Linked DNA regions of Mus musculus: region 1 is linked to region 2. Evidence: chromatin contacts called from public Hi-C data. All regions are on one chromosome and are shown on one strand. Each heading gives the region's core, a stretch centred on a gene start, on an enhancer-like site or on the middle of the called end of the contact. The rest is flanking DNA. Distances are from core to core; before and after follow the strand shown.

What was found. Hi-C and Micro-C count contacts between places; a contact is called where the count stands out from the background.
Region 1: a contact with region 2 is called in a Hi-C map of B cells, with 6 read pairs. The contact joins the promoter of Med28 here to the promoter of Bod1l in region 2. A contact is called at or near these places in 2 of 484 Hi-C or Micro-C datasets (B cells and double positive thymocytes).

What each region holds. Positions count from the first base shown.
Region 1 is chr5:45,517,469-45,522,153 of GRCm38.p6, forward strand. It overlaps Med28 (mediator complex subunit 28), which reads left to right and starts at 2,761. Exons shown (of 4, transcript NM_025895.4): 1 at 2,761-3,016. The coding sequence starts at 2,858.
Region 2 is chr5:41,841,936-41,847,206 of GRCm38.p6, forward strand. It overlaps Bod1l (biorientation of chromosomes in cell division 1-like), which reads right to left and starts at 2,380. Exons shown (of 26, transcript NM_001310601.1): 1 at 1,997-2,380. The coding sequence starts at 2,233.

The DNA.
Region 1 (4,685 bases), core at 1,511-4,010, 3.7 Mb after region 2:
TGGTTGGCATTATCTCCTACAGTTACACCCAGCTTCTTTCCCTGCTCTCCTGATTCTGCCTGTATCCACCTTTGCAACTCTAAGTGCTCCCTCCATCCTCAGTCATTGGTCACAACTCTAAGTGCACCACACCACACACCCCCCCTCCCCCGTCCTCAGTCATTGGTTGCCAGTGTCTTTATTGATGGATCAAGAACCAATTGAGGAACAGGACCTTAGCATCAGAACCAATACTTACATCAGGGGACCAGACCTAACTTTCTATTTCCCAGAATTAGGCAAGTCAGCTACTAGAACAACTGTAGGCTTATGTATGCACATCAACATAGGAAAGCCAAGTGGTTTTATGAGGATAGAAATAATAACAGCTAACAACTCTCATAGGGCAACCTGTTAGTTTAGCCAACAGTTTTGCATCTGTTGAGGCTGCAGATGGCCGTAAAAATAACTTTTATTCACCTGGTGGAACTGTTGTCTCAAAGACTTACTGCCTCTGCTAACCTAGGCCTAGTCCTGGAAGCTTCTAGCCTCCATACAGTCTTACCTAGGCCTTGAGTGTTTTTAGCCTCCGAGACTTGCTGCTGTATGGGGTCACCATTTCTAGCTCTTTCTAAGTTCTGTTGGCTGGTTCAACTCAGCTGTTCTGGCTCAAACTCATCTCTAGGCTGACTGATTCATTCAGGTTTCCTTCTCTCAGCCTCTCCCGAATTGTTCTGCTTTGCCTAATACTAACTCTAGGAATCTGTTCAATTCTTCTGGTTCCTTCTCATTCTCTGGCTCATTGTGTATTTACCTGTGTCTATCTAGCTTGTTCTCTCTTCAACCTGTGTAAAACTCTCCTGGTAAACTGCCTCTCTCCCCCCTCCCTCTCCCCCTCCCCTCTCCCTCTCCCCCCCTCCCTGCACTGCTCTCTTAAGTAGCTTCCCTTTTCCTCTTCTCATCCTATTCTGTCAAAATCTTTCTCTGATTCATTTATTTGTCTCAATTAGACATCACTTACAAACTAACTTTACCTTCATTATTTAGGATTAAAGGTGTGTCCAAAGGGCATGTCTGTATTCCAGCCAGAGGGATTAAAGGTGTGTGCTAAGGCTGAGCCACACAACAACTAGAAACACAGCCTCACTGTTCACAATGTGATCAAATATCCTGCAACAGATGACTGTTCTGAAGAAATCTCTACATGGTCCTTTCTTTTGTCACAACGTTGCAAGATAATGCCAGAATGAATGTGAACAGTTCTGATGGTATCCACCTCACACATACATAGACCCAGCACCTCCTCATCTGTGCTCAGAGCATGGTTGAGACAAGTTAGTTAAGTGTCAGACTCAAGAAACTGCTGCCATGGGCCCACTGCAGCCTGGGCCAATCCAGTGCTGAGATGCAGCCTTCCCAGCCCGAGCTCAGCCATCTGCTCAAGCCTCTGCGCTTATTTTTCAGTCAACAAGTGTTTCTCTATATTTGCTAGACAGAGTTCTGGATGTTGGGCATATAGATAACTAAAACCTGACTAACCCCGCAAAGTATTTCTTTAGGTTTTTTTTTCTAGAAAGGTCTTCCATTTAAATTTTCATTCCAAATGAGATCTCTTTAGAGAGGCCCTCCACATCAAAGAGCACTTAGCTGTCCACTCCCAAGCATTTTCCCTCAGTACTTATCTCTACAAATAATGCTGTATGTATTTATGAGGTTTTTCTTCCTATTTGGGGTATTTACTACTATGTCTAGATTATTAAACATGCCTATCTGGAAACTAGAAGGACTCAGTTAAGTTGAAGGGACACTAGTCCACTTGAGCATGGCTCTGGCAATCCTTGTTCGGCTCCTCCATTTCCTCTGCTTTACTAAGAACTGTTAGATTGTGTTCCTAAAGCTAGCCACCGAGGTTTGTTCACTTATTTGGCCACTTCCTGAGGCTGACTACCAAGGTGAAGATATCATCGTATTGAAGTCCAGCAATGAAAAGTCCCCGTTGGCTCACCTAATTAACTTGTCCAACTAAAATTGAACACATCATTCTAACACAGGGGTTCCCTTTATACCATTATAAATGTCCATTTTACTATGTGCCGCATCTGTCTCCTCTCTATCTAGAGGCAGTCTTTTATCCTCCAGTGACAAATACCACTCCCCATCCTTCTCTTCTCCTTCATCCTGTCTCCTGTCACTTATTCCCTACCCTCTGTCTAGGGCAAGGAAATCTTTCGGCGAAAACTTGGTCAGCTGATAATTTTTCTTTTTTTTTTAAGTGTTGTAAAATTAAACAACAACGACGACAACAAGGCTATTTGGCTTCTGAATTAGTGAACAGGCAAACATTAAAGCCGTTATGAAAACAGATGCAGTCACTTTCCCTCCGGTGTTATCATATACGATTAGAAAAGTGCCAGGAACACTGGTATCCTTCAGGATGTCACCTCACGCCAGAATTTAGAGGGAACTTGTGTTGTTCCAGCCAGAACAAGTGACTAGATTGGCATTTGGTACATCTCAAGCCCTTAATCACCCTAGAATGAACTGATGACTCATTTTTCTAAAGGAGCGCAGAAAAGACTCGGCTAAGGTCTTTAGGGACAGCCCAAGGGCTTGGCTGGAGGCAGGGAGGCCAGCGCCCTTGTTCGGTCTCTGCAAGTGACTGGTTTAAACCAGTCCCAGCATTTAGTATTTAGGTCAAAAAAGAGTAAACCCAGGTCGGCTATAAATTGGGCAGACCGCACAGAAACAAGGATGATGGTAAATCCTTTCTCCGGGCGAATAGGCGAACTGCCCGTCATGTGACCAGGCCTGCCACGTGATCAGGCTGCCCGCGCCTGCGCACACAGGCCCGGTGTCGTTTCCGCCCGCCGTTGCAGACATGGCGGCGTCCCTGGGAGGGATGTTCACTGGGCAGCCTCCAGGTCCCCCGCCGCCGCCGCCCGGGCTCCCAGGCCAGGCGTCGCTTCTGCAAGCAGCCCCTGGGGCCCCGAGACCATCTAACAGCACTTTGGTGGACGAGTTGGAGTCATCCTTCGAGGTAAGCCGAGATGTGGGCGTCTCTGTGCAGCCCTCACAGGCGTGCGGAAGGCGCGCAGGTTAACTCCTTTCTCGGTCCCGGCGTTTAGTAGAGGCGGGGCACCGGAGAATGGAAGTCGCCTGCCGTAGATTGGGTACTACCTGTGGCCGGTCGTCTCAGGTCTGCCCCCGCAACCGCGACATTTCTGGAGACCGTGGCCTTGAAGTTCGCCCAACTCCCATCCACCTCGGGGCTCGTTGGATCCCCTGCGGGTCTAGTAGGATCTGGTCTTCCCTGGAGCGGGCCCACTCGGCTGAGGTCCTCTGAGTTTCCAGGTCACATACTGGACGCTTTTCCTGTTTTTCTCTAGTGTTCTGTGTAGACCTTCCAATGGCCCCTGGCACCTGCCTACCTGTTAGCTTGTTTGGGTGCCATCCCTTGACTTCTCTGGCTTTCGCTTTCTATTCATTTGGTAAATGCTCTTTGTTGGCATAAGTTGAGTTCTCACTGTGGGAGGAAACCTTAGTAGAACGCTTGGGTCCATCCACTCTTGGATGCAGGGATGGAACTCAGGTGTGGTGGCAAACATCTTTACCGGATTAGCCATCGCACCAGTCCTAAAATACTGGGCTTTTAATAGAAGGGCACGCGTTGTTTTTAACCTCCGTAAGACTGACTGTCCATAAAGGTCCATGCTTTAAATGTTTTTCAAAGGATGGGGGGGGGGGGTGGGCTGGGAGGTGCAGCAGGAACTAAAGTTTCTGAAGTTAGTTTTTGTCTTTTTGTTTTGTTTTGTTTTGTTTTGAGACAAGTTCTCAGCGTAGCCCTGGCTGTTTTGGAACAAGCGCTGTAGACCAGGCTGACTTTGGACACACAACTGTCTCTGCCTCCCTAGTGCTGGGATTGAACAAGTGCAGCACCACTGCCTGGCTTGCAGTTAGGTTTGGTTTTTTTTTTTTTTTTAAGTCTGCATGGCCTACTGCCGTTGGTGAAGCCCCCCCCCCCCCCGCCCCCAAGCTTTGTGGGCCATAGGTTTTCTGAAATCTGCACATCATGCTCACGCCCCAAAAGTCCAACAAGACTTAACTTTTACCGTACACAGAATAGGCAGTCTGGTTGGTCGAGCTGTTACAGGAGTGGGAAATCCTTTGACTGTTTCCATCCATCAGATCTGGAGCTAGCCAGGAGGATTCATTGCTTCTGAGAGGAACTTTGGGTGTAGTTTTGACTTGTGTTCGGAACCTAAATTTGGTTCTGTGTCTTTGTGGTTTTTTTTTCGGTGCTTGCTCAAGGCTGTCGGGGTCTGTTCTCAGACTGTGTTCCTCTGTCAGCTGCTGTCATGCTTGTCTGTCTGAGGGCTGCTTGTGCCCCTGTGGCGCACTCACATGTACAGCTCGGTTGGCACCCTTTCAAAACTCCCTCTTTGGGATTTGGTTATCCGCATGACACCACTTATTATACAGACACCTGTTACTTATGAAATGCCAAATGGTATCCCAAGTACTTAGACTATAGTGCTGAATCACACAGGCAGAGCTGTTGGTAGAAATAACAGTGGCTGAAGAGTGGATAGTAACATCAGTTACTTTTCTGAAAAGCTTGCCAAGCTCCACTGTAGAGCATGAAAGAAAGAGTAGACAGATGACATCTTGACATAGTAATATATACAGTTCATGTAAGGGTCAGCCAG
Region 2 (5,271 bases), core at 1,130-3,629:
CTCTCTATACATAGCACAAGGTTGAACCACATGAAAGTACCTCCAGTCAACTACTGTCAACTATTGAAAACAGCACTTTTGACGAGAAAGGCCTAGCTTTCCTTACACTGCCATACCAATTTTTCTTCTTTCACCCAAGGAACATTTTAATAATCTACTTTTAGAAGTTTGGGCAGGGATACCACAGACAATGGTAATATTTAATGGAGATGAGATAAATAACAGGTTGAATTGTAAAAACTGCACCTGTCATCAAAATATTAAAACATTAAATTTATTATACACAATATACACAGTGACAAAACAAACACACAGATTTCTAAGAACATCAAAGTGTAATACCCACCTGTTGCTTGCAAACAACTAGCTTTATATGGGGAAACATTTACCTGACCATGCCTAATATTTTCCTATTAAAATACTTTTCAAAAGGCAACAGCAAGGACTTTATAATATGGCCGTGATAGTCCCTAAGCAAGGGAAGATTATACTACCTATACACATTCAATTAATTGAAGTCCCTGTGAATAAAACCTACAACATTTTGGAAAGGCTACGGGAACGGGCCCAGGACCAGAGTCCTTGGAGAAGATATCCTCAGGTTGTTCGGAGGACTTATTACAGAGGAGATGACAGAGCTGTGTGCTGGTGACCTCAAAGCTCAAGGATATGCAGATGCTGCAAGCACCCCTCTTTTAAAGGTTCTTCATTCAGATCTGCCAGTCTGAAAAAAACCTTACATCATCACAACTCCAATCCAACAGACCAACCCACACTGAAGCAAAAGTAAACAGATACACAAACCCCCAAACAAAACCAAATGAAAGCAACAAATACCCCACAAGAGGAACCAACACCTCTCCCTTCGCCTGCTTCCAGACACACTTTCATAGCTTTTCACCAACTTCACTGACTTAGTCCTGCAACCTTGGCTTGCTGCCAAGATGACAGTTTCCCTGCTAAAGCTCGCTTCCACGTCGGTGCTGGGTGCCTGCAGCCCTCCCCTTCTGCTTGGTTAGGGAACCTTTCTGCTGACCCTTGCCTCTCTGTCCTCTGTCTCCTAACATATAACCTAACACACACCCCCTCCCCTTTCCTTCTTTCACTTCAAGTTGCTGTCATTTCCTCTCCACAGATTTCCAACGGAATGGCTGGCTCCATGCGCTATACCTCTCTTTCTCTCTGTCTGTCTGTCTGTCTGTCTGCCTCTTCTCATCTTAGTAAACTACTAAGCCAGGCAGCCATTGCAAAAGATCAAACGACAGTCCCATCTCCCAACCCACTTTTTTTCTCTGCCCAACTTTGCCTCTCTACCTTTGCAAGTTCACCCGCCCCTCAACATCCAGCAAAATACATTGTAAATCGTTGCCTTACCGTTTTACGATATCTGCAAACGCTACATTTGTTGCATTTACAAGCCGAAGAAACTTTTGGTAGAAAAAAAAAACCAATTTAGGTGAAAAAAGTAAGTAGGTAGTGGTGGCACACGCCTTTAATCCCAGCACTTGGGAGGCAGAGGCAGGCGGATTTGAATTCAAGGCCAGCCTGGTCTACAGAGTTCCAGGACAGCCAGGGCTACACAGAGAAACCTTGTCTCGAAAAACAAAAGAATGAACTCTAAACCGAGTCCCGTTTGCCTTAGTGCTTCTAAACCAGTCTCCCTAGGAACGACTTGGGTCTTGCTTACCACAGTGGTATACTAGCTAAGGCCAAGCATTGCCTGGCACATAATAGGCATTCCAGGCTAGTGTTTCTAGCCGGAGAAAGGAACACAAGGGCAGGGGAATGAATGAACATTCCAAGACTTGCAGAGTGCATGGCACACCGCCGCAAGTCTAACAAACAAACAAACAAGCAAACAAACAAATCAACAAACGAAGCAGCTGCAAAAGGAGCCCTGTATGCAAGACAGTCCCGAGGGTCCGGCTCGGGGAAGTCGCCCCTCGGAGCACACGGGACCCCACTCCCCGCGCCGCCCGCCGCTCTAGCCCCGCACCTTGGTGTCCACATCGGCCAGGCAGTCCCTGCGGAACTGGTCGAAGAGCCCCTGGCTCTTGAGGTGGTTTACGATCATGGCAACGAGCTGCGGGTCCCCAGCACCAGCCCCCGCGCTTCCCGGCCCGCTCGCTCCCGGGCCAGCCCCAGGGCCAGGCGGCGGAGGCGGCGGCTGTGGTTGCGGTGGCGGCGGCGGAGGCGCGGGCGGCGGTGGCTGCGGCTGCGGGTTGGTGGCCATGGCGTCCCGGACCGGGGAGCCCGCGAGCCCAGGCGGGCAGGCGCTCCGAGGAAGGCGGCTACACAGGTCCCGCCGCCTGAGGGAAGCCAACGGGATGTTGTTACGGAACCAGCGGATCTAGAGCAACCCCGGAAGTGAAAAGGAACTGAGGGAAAGGAGGAAAAGGCGGTGACAGCAGCAACTCAAGTCTGGCTACCGGGGCCGCGGCGGGCCAATTCCAGCCGCCTCGAGGCGCGGGCGCCCTCACGAGGCTGAGACGGGCGGGAACAAGTTGTGGTGGCGGCTGCCGCCGGGGAGCGAAACAGAGAGCCGGGTAGGAGCGTGCGCCCGCTGGCTCTCCACCTGTAGCTTCAGCTCAGAGGAGGCAGGAGTGAAGCGTTGGTTTAGTTTCACTGTTGCGGCTGCCCCAAGCCCGCCGCAGTGCGAAGCAGCCGTGGACTTTCTTTCTTTCTTTCTTTCTTTCTTTCTTTCTTTCTTTCTTTCTTTCTTTCTTTCTTTCTTTCTTTCTTTCTTTCTTTCTTTCTTTCTTTCTTTCTTTCTTTCTTTCTTTCTTTCTTTCTTTCTTTCTTTCTTTCTTTCTTTCTTTCTTTCTTTCTTTCTTTCTTTCTTTTTCCACCCACCCATCCCATTCTTCTGGTGTGTCTATCTCACTTGCTCCAACCTACAACCTCCCATTACTGTCTCTTAAGTAAGCTACGAGGGTTTTGCTGCACATGACGGTACTAGCGAGTGAAATCTGTATAGAGTTGTGTCTCAGGCATGACCCGTACACGCGTTAAGGCGTTTAGTCCTTGGGTGACACCTAAGACTGAGTCCTTGTATGATCGGGCTAGTTTTATGTCACCTTGACACAAGCTAGAGTCATCTATGAGGAGAGCACCCTAGTTAAGAAGAATGCCTCCCTAAGATCTGGCTCTAGGCAAGCCTGTGGGATGTTTTCTTAATTAATGTAGGATTAACTAATTAATTGATGTAGGAGGGTCCAGTCCATTGGAGGGGGCTACCCCTAGGCTGGTGGTCTTGAGTTCTGTAAGAAAGTATGCAGAGTAAGCCAGAGGGAGCAAGCTACTCGAGTACTCCAGGACCCTTGCCTTGGCTTCTGCCTCCAGGTTCCTGCCCTGTTTGAGTTCCTGTCCTGACTTCCTCTGATGAGAATGAACAGTGATAATGAAAGTATAAACCAAATTGCCCGCACCCCGCACCCCAGTTGCTTTTGGCCCTGGTGTTTCATTGTAGCAGTAGTTACACTCAGACATTCTACTAATTCCAATTTGCACATCAGGAAACCACGTAAATCATACAGAGTTGCACAGCGGGGGGGAAATCGCCTGACCTGGGACGGCGTTGTCTTTAAAATCTGTTCTTAAAGCTGAGTGGTGGTGCTTTTAATCCAGAAGCAGAGGCATGCAAATCTCTTGAGTTCAAGGCCCCTCCAGTCTACAGGTCTACAGAGTTCCAGGACAGCCAGAGAAATTCTGTCTCAAAAACAAATCAAAACAAAAAATTAAAAAGAGACAAACAACAAGAAAAAAAAAACATAAAAAAAGCAGTCAAGTTTAAAGTGGTGTAAAGTATAATTTAATTCCTTCCTTTCTCCCTTTCTTCGTTCCTTTTTTTTTTTTTTTTTTTTTCCTTTTTGAGACAAGGTCTAGCCGTGTAGATTTCACTGGCCTTGAATTCAATATTTAGATCTACCTGGCTGTGTCTCCAGAGTGCTGGGGATTAAAGGTGTGTACCACCACACCTGCCTAGTATAATTTTCTTTTTGTAAATATTTTTCAAAATAAGTTTTCACAACAAGATGAGATTATAACTTGTTTTTCCTAGTGTACTAACAGTGAAATGCAATACACTAAGTGCTGTTGTCAAGTGTGTATATAATATAAAAAGACTTAATGTTTATTTGGTATATAAGTATATACCTAATTAATTCAACGTTTCCAAAATAGCTAAGAATCATCCATAAAACTGAAAAACTTCACAAATTTAATTAGGCACAATGACTAAACTTTGAAAATTAATAAAAGGTATTTGTTGCTAAAAAGAATTTGTGGCTCCAGGCTAAGAGGACTGGCTACTCTTCCAGAGGTCCTGAGATCAATTTCAAACAACCACAATGTGGATCACAACAATCTGTAATGGGATCCGATCCCCTCTTATGGTGTGTGTGAAGACAGCATACTTATATACATACAATAAATATACACATACATAAATTAAATATAAAATCTTTTTAAAAAGAATTTTAAAATATTATTTACATATAATATACAAAAGGTGCTAAATCAGTTCTGAAATATATGCAGGTATAAGTTGATGATAAATTAGATAATTTCTGATTGATATTCTAAACTGTGTGATGCTTGACTTACTGAAATCTTAGAAGTAGAGTGCTTGCATTCTGGAGCTCCAGTTATACTGATCTCACATAGGAGATACAATGTATCTCGAGCAATGCTCTAGCCTTGAAAAACTTCCCAGACAGACTGAGAAGAATCCAGGTCACCGATCTGTACCGTTGGCCTGTCTCAAAGGCACTTTTTCTTTCTGTTTGAGGGCAGATTCTAGGGCTGGGTATTACAGTTACCCGAAGAAAAGGGAAGGGGGCACAGTTCAATTTTTATTTTTAGAAAGCTATTTAAGTAGTTCTTGCCAGTGGCCCTGTTTACTTTGTGTACTCCGGACTGGCTTATTTTATTTTTTACTTATTCACTTTGCATCCTGCTCACTGCCCTTCTCCCAGTCACCCTATCCTACAGTTCTTCCACCCCCTTCACCTTCTCCCCTGAGCAGATGGGGCCCCCTGGTATACCCCCACCCTGGCACTTCAAGTCTCTCTGAGGCTAGACACTTCTTCTTCCTCTTATGCTAGACAAGGCAACCTGGCTAGTAGAATATATCCCATGTACAGGCAACAGCTTTGGGGATAGCCCCCCATTCCAGTCCTTCAGGACCCACATGAAGGTCAAGCTGTACATCTGTTACATCTGAGAGGGGAGGCCTAGACCCAGCTTGTGTATGCTCTTTGGTTGGTGGTT